2 separate regions of the Pan troglodytes genome follow, and region 1 is linked to region 2. The links are chromatin contacts, called in public Hi-C maps. All regions are on one chromosome and are shown on one strand. Each heading gives the region's core, a stretch centred on a gene start, on an enhancer-like site or on the middle of the called end of the contact. The rest is flanking DNA. Distances are from core to core; before and after follow the strand shown.

Region 1 (5,222 bases), core at 1,182-3,681, 330 kb after region 2:
AAGGACCTATGAGGCCAATGCATTATACGGAGCACAGAAAACCACACACCACGTGTTTTCACATATAATCGGGAGCTGAACAATGAGAACACATGGACACAGAGAAGGAAACAATGCACACTAGGGCCTGTGGGGGCTGGGAGGAGGGAGAGCATCAGGATAAATAGCTAATGCACATGGGGCTTAATACCTAGGTGACGGGTTGATAGGCGCAGCAAACCACTACGGCACGCATTTACCTATGTAACAAACCTGCACATCCTGTGCATGTATCCTGGAACTTAAATAAAATAATTTTTTTAAATGAGGCCAATGAATTAAAAATAAATGAATGTGGCAGGGGATGACAGGAGGTAGACTGAGCAGGCACCCAAATCATCAAGACAGGTGGAATGTTATGATGAGTTCATAAATATGGTAACAATAGGGCTTGGATGACAAGGTTCAAAGATAGAGGTTGAAGGAGACAGAACAATAAATTGACAATAGGGGATAGGAATGTTTTTGAGTCTGGTAATATCTTCAGGGGCAATTAAGGTAAAGAACTGGAAGTTCAACTTCAGAATGGATCTAAACTGTAGGACCCTTTGCTTTACTATGGATTAAGAAGGCAAGGTCATCAGGGAGTGACTGGTAGAGAAGCAAGGACACGGAGCAGAAAGGGAGAGGGCTATTTGGAATCAGATAGAATCATTTGTTCCCCTCATCCACCCCATCACCCTTTACAGGTTACTCTTCTAATCCTTAAAATAGTCTACAAAGTATTATCCCCATTTTATCAGATGAAAAGTATCTGGCTCTGAAATTTGAATCTTGTCATGATTGCAAATGCCATGGTCTTTTCACTGCCACATACTGACTCTCAGTGGTACTGAAGTGTTACTGCAGCTTCCAGGGACTAATTAGAAATCATGTCTAATTTATGTGAAATGGTTATAAAACACGGTGTCTTTGTTTTGCTCTTGAATTATACTTGGCTGTAAAATTCCTATACAAGCTCGCATATCTAATACTGTATATTTAGTTCTTATTTTTTAAGAAAAACATTTTGGACTCTTTCTTAAGACATTAAGGAATTTCCAAATACATAAATATGATCATATTGAATTTCTGCAACTGTAGTCAAAAACATTAAGTTAATACTTATATTGCATTATTTTTCAGGTGTGAAAATGAAACCAAGTTCAAAAGAGAAGATATATTTTGGGCTTACAATTTCTGCCCTACTCCATACTCCTGGACTGCACTTCTGGGCCTTATTTTATATCTTGTCTTCTTTGCACCTGGTAAACAAAGACTTTATTATACTGTTGCATTAATTGAATTGCCTCTTTTTGGAGTAGATAAACTATAATTTTTCAAATTTCTTACATGCTATTTTACTAAAGTTTTTAATGTTTTATTTCTCAGGAATGGGACCAATGCCTTGGACTGTGAATTCTGAAATATATCCCCTTTGGGCAAGAAGTACAGGAAATGCATGTTCATCTGGAATAAACTGGATTTTCAATGTCCTGGTTTCACTAACATTTTTACACACAGCAGAGTATCTTACATACTATGGTAAGATAATATTTTTTCTAACATAGTTTTGTTTTTATTTTTATCACTATTTTTAGATACACTATAATATCATTTGTGATTGAGACTATGTGGTTATATTTTGCTGTTATAAGTATCTCCATGTGGCTTTCTTGTCCTCCAAAGGCATCGGAAATGTGTCTGGGAAAGAAGAGAGGGATTCTCCTATCCTAAACAGCACTGCTTCTTGTTCCACAGTGCTTAGGGCTGTCACCCAACCCCTCTCCCAACTCAGACATCTCCCAGCTATCTCCCCAGGTGGAAGTCTTTACACCATAGCTTTTAGTTTCACAGAAACAAACAAACAAAAAAAAACAGAAAATGGTAAAAAGATGTAGGCAGGGAGTCTAGGGCCAATGAGATGTCCTGTGACAGGCATAGCGTCCAGTCCAAGAGCAGAATCTGCGTAGGGCTGAAAGTAGCTTCCTCAAATGCTTAACAGTATGCTGTGCTGTGGCCATACCTTCCACTGTATCACCTGTGCTGCTCAGGCCAGTGCTTGTGCATTTCAGTGTCCTCTGAGACCAGTACTTACCACTTGCAAAAGTGTAAACATGACGGAAGTATTCAAATGCAAATGTATGGAGGCCATAATTCAAAATGAAAAACAATAGTGCTTAGTGGCTGAGTCAGGAAAAGACTTTGCTTTTTAGAAAAAAGATTTCTGCATTGTTCACATGACTTTATAGGTTGCAATAGGATTATTCATGATGAAGTATGAGGTTTCATTCTAATCTCCTCATAAGTCCTTGTGGTAGAGACGGAATGCCTGCTGCTTAGACCATTCTCCCAGAAGAGCTTCTCTGATCTCCCCACAATCTCTTTACTCTGTGCTCTGGGCACTTATCATTTCTCTTTGCAAGAACAGGTTTGTCTGCCCCTAGCTCTCTCTAGTAGACTATAAATCCCTGGAGGGCCAGGACTGTGCCTTGTTCATTGTTACATTCCCAGTTCCTCCCAAGGCATCCTGTTCACCTGATAAGCACCAAAAAGTGTTTGTCAAATGAATAAATACATGGATAAATTTTGCAGATGAATGGTGAATATGATGAAACATAAAAATCTATTCCCCGTCTCTTCTGAACATGCTGAATTGGTATTTGCTTTTAGTTAATAGTATTTATCTAATGCTTTTATTATCTTCATAAAACTCTTCTCTCTCCTAATCACCGCTTAAGACATTTGAAATATTTATTTTCTTGGAAAGGAAAGGCACTGGCATTTTAAACTGGATATATATTTAGTATATTCAGCTGGATCCCATTTGGCAATTAAAATTTTTCCATAAATTCATAAACTTATCTTCATGACATAATAAATACGAGCACAATAAATATTTCCTCGTATTTACTGATTCTAGAGAACACTTAAATATTTGAAGACCTAAGTATATGCTCGCATCCTGAGAAAGCATTTTTCATAGAAAGGCATAGACCAAATAATAAAAGTTTACATGATTATACTTTTGACAGCAAAGCTCCTCTTTCTTGAATTTATCCTGCCAGAAAACCATGAGAAAAATGAGGCAACCGTAATGAAATTTAAATAGGGCATAAGCAGAATTCTTTCAAAAATAAACAGTTAAAAGCGTGTTGCTTTGCATTAAGCTTCTCTCATGTCAGAGCACTGGTCCATTTGGTCTACTACTCTCTAGTAGTAGAAAAACAGTTCATTCAGGCTAGTTTTTCTCCCTTTTTGTGTCTCATTTTAATCCACATGTTACTGGTTTATGTAAGCTATGCATTTATATTCCTCATTTAATAAATATACATCCTAATCGTGTATTCCTCTGGAAATAGTTATGTCTTCTTTGTTGCCTCCTTTTTTATTGTTTCATAAGATCTCAAAATTTGATTCCTTCCTCAACCATATTGCTTACACAGGTCTGCCTTGTGCCCCCATTCAATAATGTTTATTACTAAAAAGTATCATTGCTATATCACCGATATGCCATTTTATATACAGCACATGTGGCTAAAGAGATCTCTTGGGGGGCACTATGTCAAAGCTTCTCTCTTGAGGTAGTACTGAAATTCAGTCAAACATGGCCTTTGAGTCCTCAATTTGTGTAATTCAATTAAATAGTTGTTTTAATCTGGAACTTAATGTAGGGCTCTAATAAGATTTAAATCCTTAGAATAAAGGTGAGGAATATCTAACTGTTCAATAGTCCTGATGGACTCGTTACAGACATTTTTTCTTACCATTTTCACTCCAAGGGAGGAATAAATGAGAAACTGAGATAGTGACTGATTTGACCATGACATGGACCAGGTCACAGCCTCCCAGGTCTGCCCACACTCCTCCACGACTTAGCCACAGGTCTAACCATTGGAACCCACACTGAGTAGGCAGTTTTGGCATTTGCGTGCTTTGGATTCCTCAGATTTTATAATAACGGTCTTGTATTTTAATAGCAATTCCTTGATATTATTCAGCTTTGGGAATCCAGGTCACAAGAAAGAATCTGTAATCAACTTCAGGAATCTTCCTAACCCAACGAATGTTTTTTAACTATAGGAGTGAGTTTAGCACTGACAGATTTGATTTGTTACTTCTAATTATGCTACTGTTCCCAAATTGTGAAAGATAATGATGAAGATAAAATATACTATTATATTTAAAAGTCAAACTGGGTTTGCTGTTACAGATTTTGTAGTTTAGAAGCCTAGTTTAATCTAAAATGTTTTACCATCTGTACTTATTTTTTCTTTATCTTCATCATAATTACTATCCAGTCTTTGTCCCTCCCTGCTAAAGATTCCATTTCTCTTCCTACCTCCACAGTCTTGCATATCTGTACTCAGAACACAGGACTTCATCTCCTTTCATTTTTTTTTTGTCAAAATTCCCCCATTCTCCAAGAGCTAGCTTATCAGTATCACCCTTTTTGTAAAAACATCCCAATTAATTAGTCACACTAATCTTATTCTGTATCTTAATAGCAACTCTTCCTTTCCTGGTCATTCAGTAGAATTTAACAATCTGGCCATCGCTTTTTTGAGCAACTGATATTCAGAATTCTAATGGGCATGATAACATACATTATTTCTATTCTTTACAGTTGGGCAAAGCAAGAATTATTTTCCCCATTACACAGATCAGGTCTCTCTCTCAACCATCTCTTAACTATACCTCCTATACATGCTCCTGATTTTGGCTGTAAGATTTACAGAATTGTAAACTGCCAACACTTAAGTAGGAGCTGAGAAACCCCCTTATTTTGCTTAATGAGGCAACAGAGGCCCAGAGAAGAGGTTAAATGACTATCCAGAAGTCACATGGCCAACACTTAAACTCAGTTCTTCCCACTCCCAGTCTGATATCCTTTCTCCAGCCAATTGTCACATTAGTTTTTCATCTTACTTCCCCCATCTCATACACATGATGGTCTGGACTGAAAGCCTAAAATTAGACAGGGGCTCCATTTTACTTTGTTGTTTTCCACCATCAAAAGTACAAGTATAGTTTCTTATATTCAAATTGGCAATTCAATTATGTGTGTGTGTGTGTGTGTGTGTGTGTGTGTTTGGTAGAGACAGGTTTCACCATGTTGGCCAGGCTGGTCGGAATTCAATTATTTTAAAAGTCCATCTTGGAAATGTGTAGAGAATATAAACAAGTCATACATTCATATATCT
Region 2 (5,103 bases), core at 7-2,506:
GAAAAAAGTTATAGCTGCATGAAAAATAGGCCCCAGGCTAAGAAAGCTTTTGCTCAAATAAGGGAAATAAAAGAGCAGTGGAATTGTAGGAATACAATCATATGATGCTTGACTTTTTGCCCTCAGCCTGAAGAATGAAAGCAAATTAGAGGCACAAAACATCTTTAGCAGTTCCAGCTGCTAGGAAGGCTGAGGCAGGAGAATCGCTTGAACCTGGGAGGCGGAGGCTGCAGTGTGCCGAGATAGCGCCACTGCACTCCAGCCTGGGCGACAGAGCGAGAATCTGTCTCAAAAACAAAACAAAACAAACTATCTTTAGCCCCTGATGCGCAACTGTATATTTTAAAAACATTTAAATTAAAGGGGGAAACAAACCCCAAATGAACCAACAACTGTTAATTCACTCAACAGTTTAAAAAATTGGTTGCAAATAACGTTATCTTTGCTTTGTTTCAAGTAAATGAGGCTGTTAAAACAGTGCCTCATGGAGGGCAACAGTGGGGATTCTCAGGAGAGAAGCTATCCTACCTTTTGGTTAGCATGTTGGGGCGGGGAAATGGAGACTGCCTGCCGAATCATAAATCAGGGTCTTGAGTTTTCTTTCTATTTCTGGGAATTACCCGTTACATGAGTGGAATGCATATATGTGAATTTTCTTTTACAGGTCGGGGATCTACGGAAGGAGGGTTTGGGATTCACCACAGAGATATGTTATCTCTGTCCTCAAAGAATCAAATGTACCATTCCTTTAAAATAAGCATAAATTGAGGAGGGACTGGCGATGAGAGTGGAAACTAGCTATAGAAATGGGAGCATGCAGCCCTGAATTGCTCCAGAACAAACACATTTAATGCCAGGGAAGTAGACCACGCTGGGTAATGTCACAATACTATAAAAGGAAGGGTACTTGCTAGGTCCTATTCTAGGATATTTTTTCCAGCCCTCTCTCTAGGCTGCTGGAAGGACAGTGAGGCTGGTTTAGGTGCTCTCTCCCTCCTCTCCAAACACGGCAAACATTCTGGGTGGCTTCCCGTCGGGAAGCCTGTTGCCTGATGGCATCGCCACATTGGCTTGCTCCACCGCTGCAGCTCGGAAGGCAGGGTTAATTCCATACAGTTGCCAGAGCCCTAAATGAGGGAGCCTAGGTCAGAGGTCGCACCCACCGGGAGGGCGGGGTTTAGGGGTCCGGGGCGGGCTGAGCCTGGCCCCGCCCAAGGAGGGGGCGGGACGTTTCCCGGGCCCCGCCCCGCCGGCCCGGGGTTGCACGTGACCCGCGGTCCCGCCTCCCGCCCGCTCCGCAGCGCCAGCTCGGCAGGCGCGGGGCGTGAGTGTGGAGTGAGACCCGCCGGGCTCCAACTCCGCAGCGTCGGAGCGCGGCGGGCAGCAACTTTCTCCCCGGAGCGGCCGTGGCGGCGGCTGCTGCCGTGGCAGCCGGAGCGGAAGCCGGGAGGAAGAAAGCGGCGGCAGCGGCGGTTGCTCCCGCCGGCTCGGGCTGTCTAGCTCGCCGAGACTGCCGGCCCGCGGAGCCGCGTACCCCCGGGCAGCCCCGGGCCCCTGCCCTATGTCCCGCAAGGCAAGCGAGAATGTGGAGTACACGCTGCGGAGCCTGAGCAGCCTGATGGGCGAGCGGCGCAGGAAGCAGCAGGAGCCGGACGCGGCGAGCGCGGCCGGGGAGTGCAGCCTCCTGGCTGCCGCCGAATCGAGCACCAGCCTGCAGAGCGCGGGCGCGGGCGGCGGCGGCGTCGGGGACCTGGAGCGCGCGGCGCGGCGGCAGTTCCAGCAGGACGAGACCCCCGCCTTCGTGTACGTGGTGGCCGTCTTCTCCGCGCTGGGCGGCTTCCTGTTTGGCTATGACACCGGGGTGGTGTCAGGGGCCATGCTGCTGCTCAAGCGGCAGCTCAGTCTGGACGCGCTGTGGCAGGAGCTGCTGGTGTCCAGCACGGTGGGGGCGGCTGCCGTCTCGGCGCTGGCCGGAGGCGCCCTCAACGGCGTCTTCGGCCGCCGGGCTGCCATCCTCCTGGCCAGTGCCCTCTTCACCGCCGGCTCCGCGGTGCTGGCTGCGGCCAACAACAAGGAGACACTGCTCGCCGGCCGCCTGGTCGTGGGACTCGGCATCGGTGAGTTCGGGCTCCGTGAAGGGCGCCCGGGATCCCATTGTCACCGCCCTTGACCCTGGGTGTTGCGTGCCTCTTGCCCATCGGGGTCCCCGTCTGGTCTCCCAGGGTCAGAGAATCCTCCACTTCTCTGGCCTCCAGAGCCCATCTGTTTGTTGGTCCAGCCTCCAAGGCTCTCCCGGGAGGTGGGAGGGTCGGGGGGGAGGGGGTGTCACTCTAGTCTCCCTCGAGCCCACGTGGAATCTTTGATAGGCCACGGACCAGTCAGTCCAAGTGGTTGTTGCCTCTCAGCACTTCCAGAAACCTAGCTGAGCACCAGCTCTTTCCTTGATCCAGCCTAACCTGATGCTGCTTCTTGAGCTTACGAGGGTCTCTGCTTTCCTGCACTGTCCCACCTTGCCTCTCCACTGCTAGCCCCTTTCGTTTTCTGGGGCTCCCAGCCTGGAACCTAGACCATCGTCAAGTTACAGTGAGATAATATTTAGAGTTAAGTAATTCTGGACTCTGAAAGGTTTATTAGCTACCCCTGCCCTCTTTCCTTATCTAGCATTTGTCTTTAGATGGCATCTCCTTTTGCTTTTATGCTTTTTCTATTGCCTTTCAGCTTTCATTGTTTTCCCAAGTAAATTCCATTCTCCTCTGTTTTTCCAACTTTTTCATTAGAATCCTTTTTTATCCATTCTCCTCTTTGTTTTTCCTCTCCTGCTTTCCAGTTGGGAACCAAATTGTCTATTAAAGGTCATATTCACTTCCTTAATTCATTTAGGAGCTACTCCCCCTGTGGATAAATGCCCAGCAAGATAAATGTTTGGAATTTACTTAAAAAATGAAGGCATTAAGGTTCTCCTGGCGTTGAATTTTTTTCACCCTGGTTGCTGAGCAGGGGAGGTACAATTGGCAAGTTTTTGGCAGAGGGAAGCTATTTGGAATGTGCTCTGTATTATTAGAAAGCACTTTTGAGGGAAAGTGGGGGGCTGTGACTTAAATCTCACTAGTAATTTTTCTAAGACACACCGCTGATGCTTTTTTAATGTTTCGTTTCATAATTCAGTTTTTTGTTTCCCTTAGGGTGCTGTTGAAGTATTTCTTCCCTATGGCTGGGGCTTGATGAAAGCGCTTTAAACCTGGGGCTGCTGCTGATCTGTGTATTCACCACTTGTTTGATGTTTGTGCTTTTCACCCTTTCTCTGTGGGTTCTGAAGGGAAGCAAAGGCCATATATTCAACTCCACATGCGGGAACCATGAGCCTAAAACCCAGCTCACTGCACTTTATATTCAAAGTTTGTCAGTAGTGACCTTCCTTTTGCTGTTTATTGTACTGTTAATTAGCAAAGGTAGGGCAAAGCTCTCCGTAACATATTAAGTTGGCACAAAAATATCCAAAGTGACCAAAAAATCCAGCTGAAATGAAACCTATTTGTGTGGAAACTACTTGTGCCTTCAGGACCCTTCAACAAATAACCTGCTGTTTAAGTGACCACGATTCTTTTCTCAGCATTGTCTGCTTGGGACATCTGGACCTTTTTTGTTGCTTCTGACATAGAAATAACATCATTTTAGGTAGCAAGAATTGTTCTGTCAACCTGAATCTTTTCTGTAATTTTGAAATTGGAATCATGCTTTGCAGAGCTGTCTAAATGAAGCTTCCTAGTGTTTTGCTATGGCAGGTATTGGTTAAAATCTTGGGTATTATGTTTACTCTTTTTATCTGACCTGCAAATTGAGCCCTGTTCTGTGTAAGGTCCCCTTCCAGATGTTGTGAGCTGAATAGTGAGGAGAATGTATTATACTTTAGTAAATGTAGCAAGGTGGGGCAAAAGCAACGTAGAACTTGCTAAGCTTTATAAGATAGGTTATCAGAGATGGCTGATGAATTCAGAGGGGGTACAGTTATCTCCAACAGAGGGAAGCCAGAAGCTCTTACCAATGGAAATGGTACGTTGACATGTCAGTATTTTAACAGAAACGAGGAAAGGACGTTCTAAGCAAGGGGCAAAATGGGTAAAGGAAGGAAAGCATAGGGCATACTTGGGGAATAGGTGGAAGCAGCAATAGAGGACAAAGCAGGAGATCAGATTGGAAGTGTTGGTGTGCAAGAGCTGTGGAGGCCTCTCTGTCTTGCAGCCTCATTCTGTGGTCTCTGGGCTGGTTGGTTCAATAGAGAAGCCCAGTTTAGATATGTTCTCCATTCAGTTCTGGTGTGGCCCATCTCACTTCCAGAAACATACCTCTCAGAATAGAAGCCCTGAGGCAGTTTCGTAAAAGCCCTCTTCATTTACAAAATGAAGAATGTTTTAAAATCATAAACAGGCTTTGAAATAGGCCGCATTCAAAACAAAACAGTAATGAAATAAATCCACTTCAAATTAGGATTAAAATTAGGATCTATGCAAAGCATGTAATTATACACATAAAATCATTAAAACTTACAAAGAAAATCACTTTTTTTAAAGCTACAAGGAAATGGGTTCCTAACATGAGCATTTTTTGAGGGATATTAAATCAGTTTGCTTGTTTGGTACACAATCTGGGTTAATTTTATGCCATTGTTTTTTAAGTAGTTAAATTTTATGTGTAGTCAGAGATTTGTTGTTTTGTCCTTATGATATTTAGGAAATGTTGATGAATAACAAAATGTGGCTTTTGATACCTTTTTCAGACAAGTTTGCTGTAAGAACTTCTTTCCTCCACACGTTTACCTGTGGTAAAATATACGGCCCATGTGGGTCAGGGATTTCTGCTCATTTTGTTCACTGATATATTCCTGCCACATAGGAGATACTTGTTGAATAAATGAATGGTGAGCAAAAACGAAAAAAAAAATCCAAATTCCATTGCTGGTCGGGTAGCACTTTAAGGTAGGATTGTTCTTTTCAAACCACAAAAATAGTGCATTATCAAAATATTTGAAAGGGCATCTAAAGGTTTTGGTTGTAATAGTTTAATGAAATCATTATCTATTCAACACTTGCTAATTAAGCTTCCATT

What was found. Hi-C and Micro-C count contacts between places; a contact is called where the count stands out from the background.
Region 1: a Hi-C map of induced pluripotent stem cells shows a contact between it and region 2, with 1.6 times the contacts expected there. The contact joins the enhancer-like site here to the promoter of SLC2A13 in region 2. A contact is called at or near these places in 2 of 7 Hi-C or Micro-C datasets (induced pluripotent stem cells and stem cell-derived neural progenitor cells) and 1 of 1 datasets of contacts at active chromatin or transcription factors (stem cell-derived excitatory neurons).

Annotation. Positions count from the first base shown.
Region 1 is chr10:56,102,095-56,107,316 of NHGRI_mPanTro3-v2.0_pri, forward strand. It overlaps SLC2A13 (solute carrier family 2 member 13), which reads left to right. Exons shown (of 10, transcript XM_522353.9): 8 at 1,165-1,286; 9 at 1,411-1,563. Among named protein-coding and RNA genes, the nearest start is that of REDIC1, 140 kb to the right of the region's middle. Within about 2 kb of position 2,432, at least 1 of the 24 cell types and tissues checked has an H3K27ac peak or open chromatin away from gene starts, as enhancers often do. A contact at or near this core is called in induced pluripotent stem cells, where this site is marked.
Region 2 is chr10:55,775,020-55,780,122 of NHGRI_mPanTro3-v2.0_pri, forward strand. It overlaps SLC2A13 (solute carrier family 2 member 13), which reads left to right and starts at 1,257. Exons shown (of 10, transcript XM_522353.9): 1 at 1,257-2,117. The coding sequence starts at 1,562.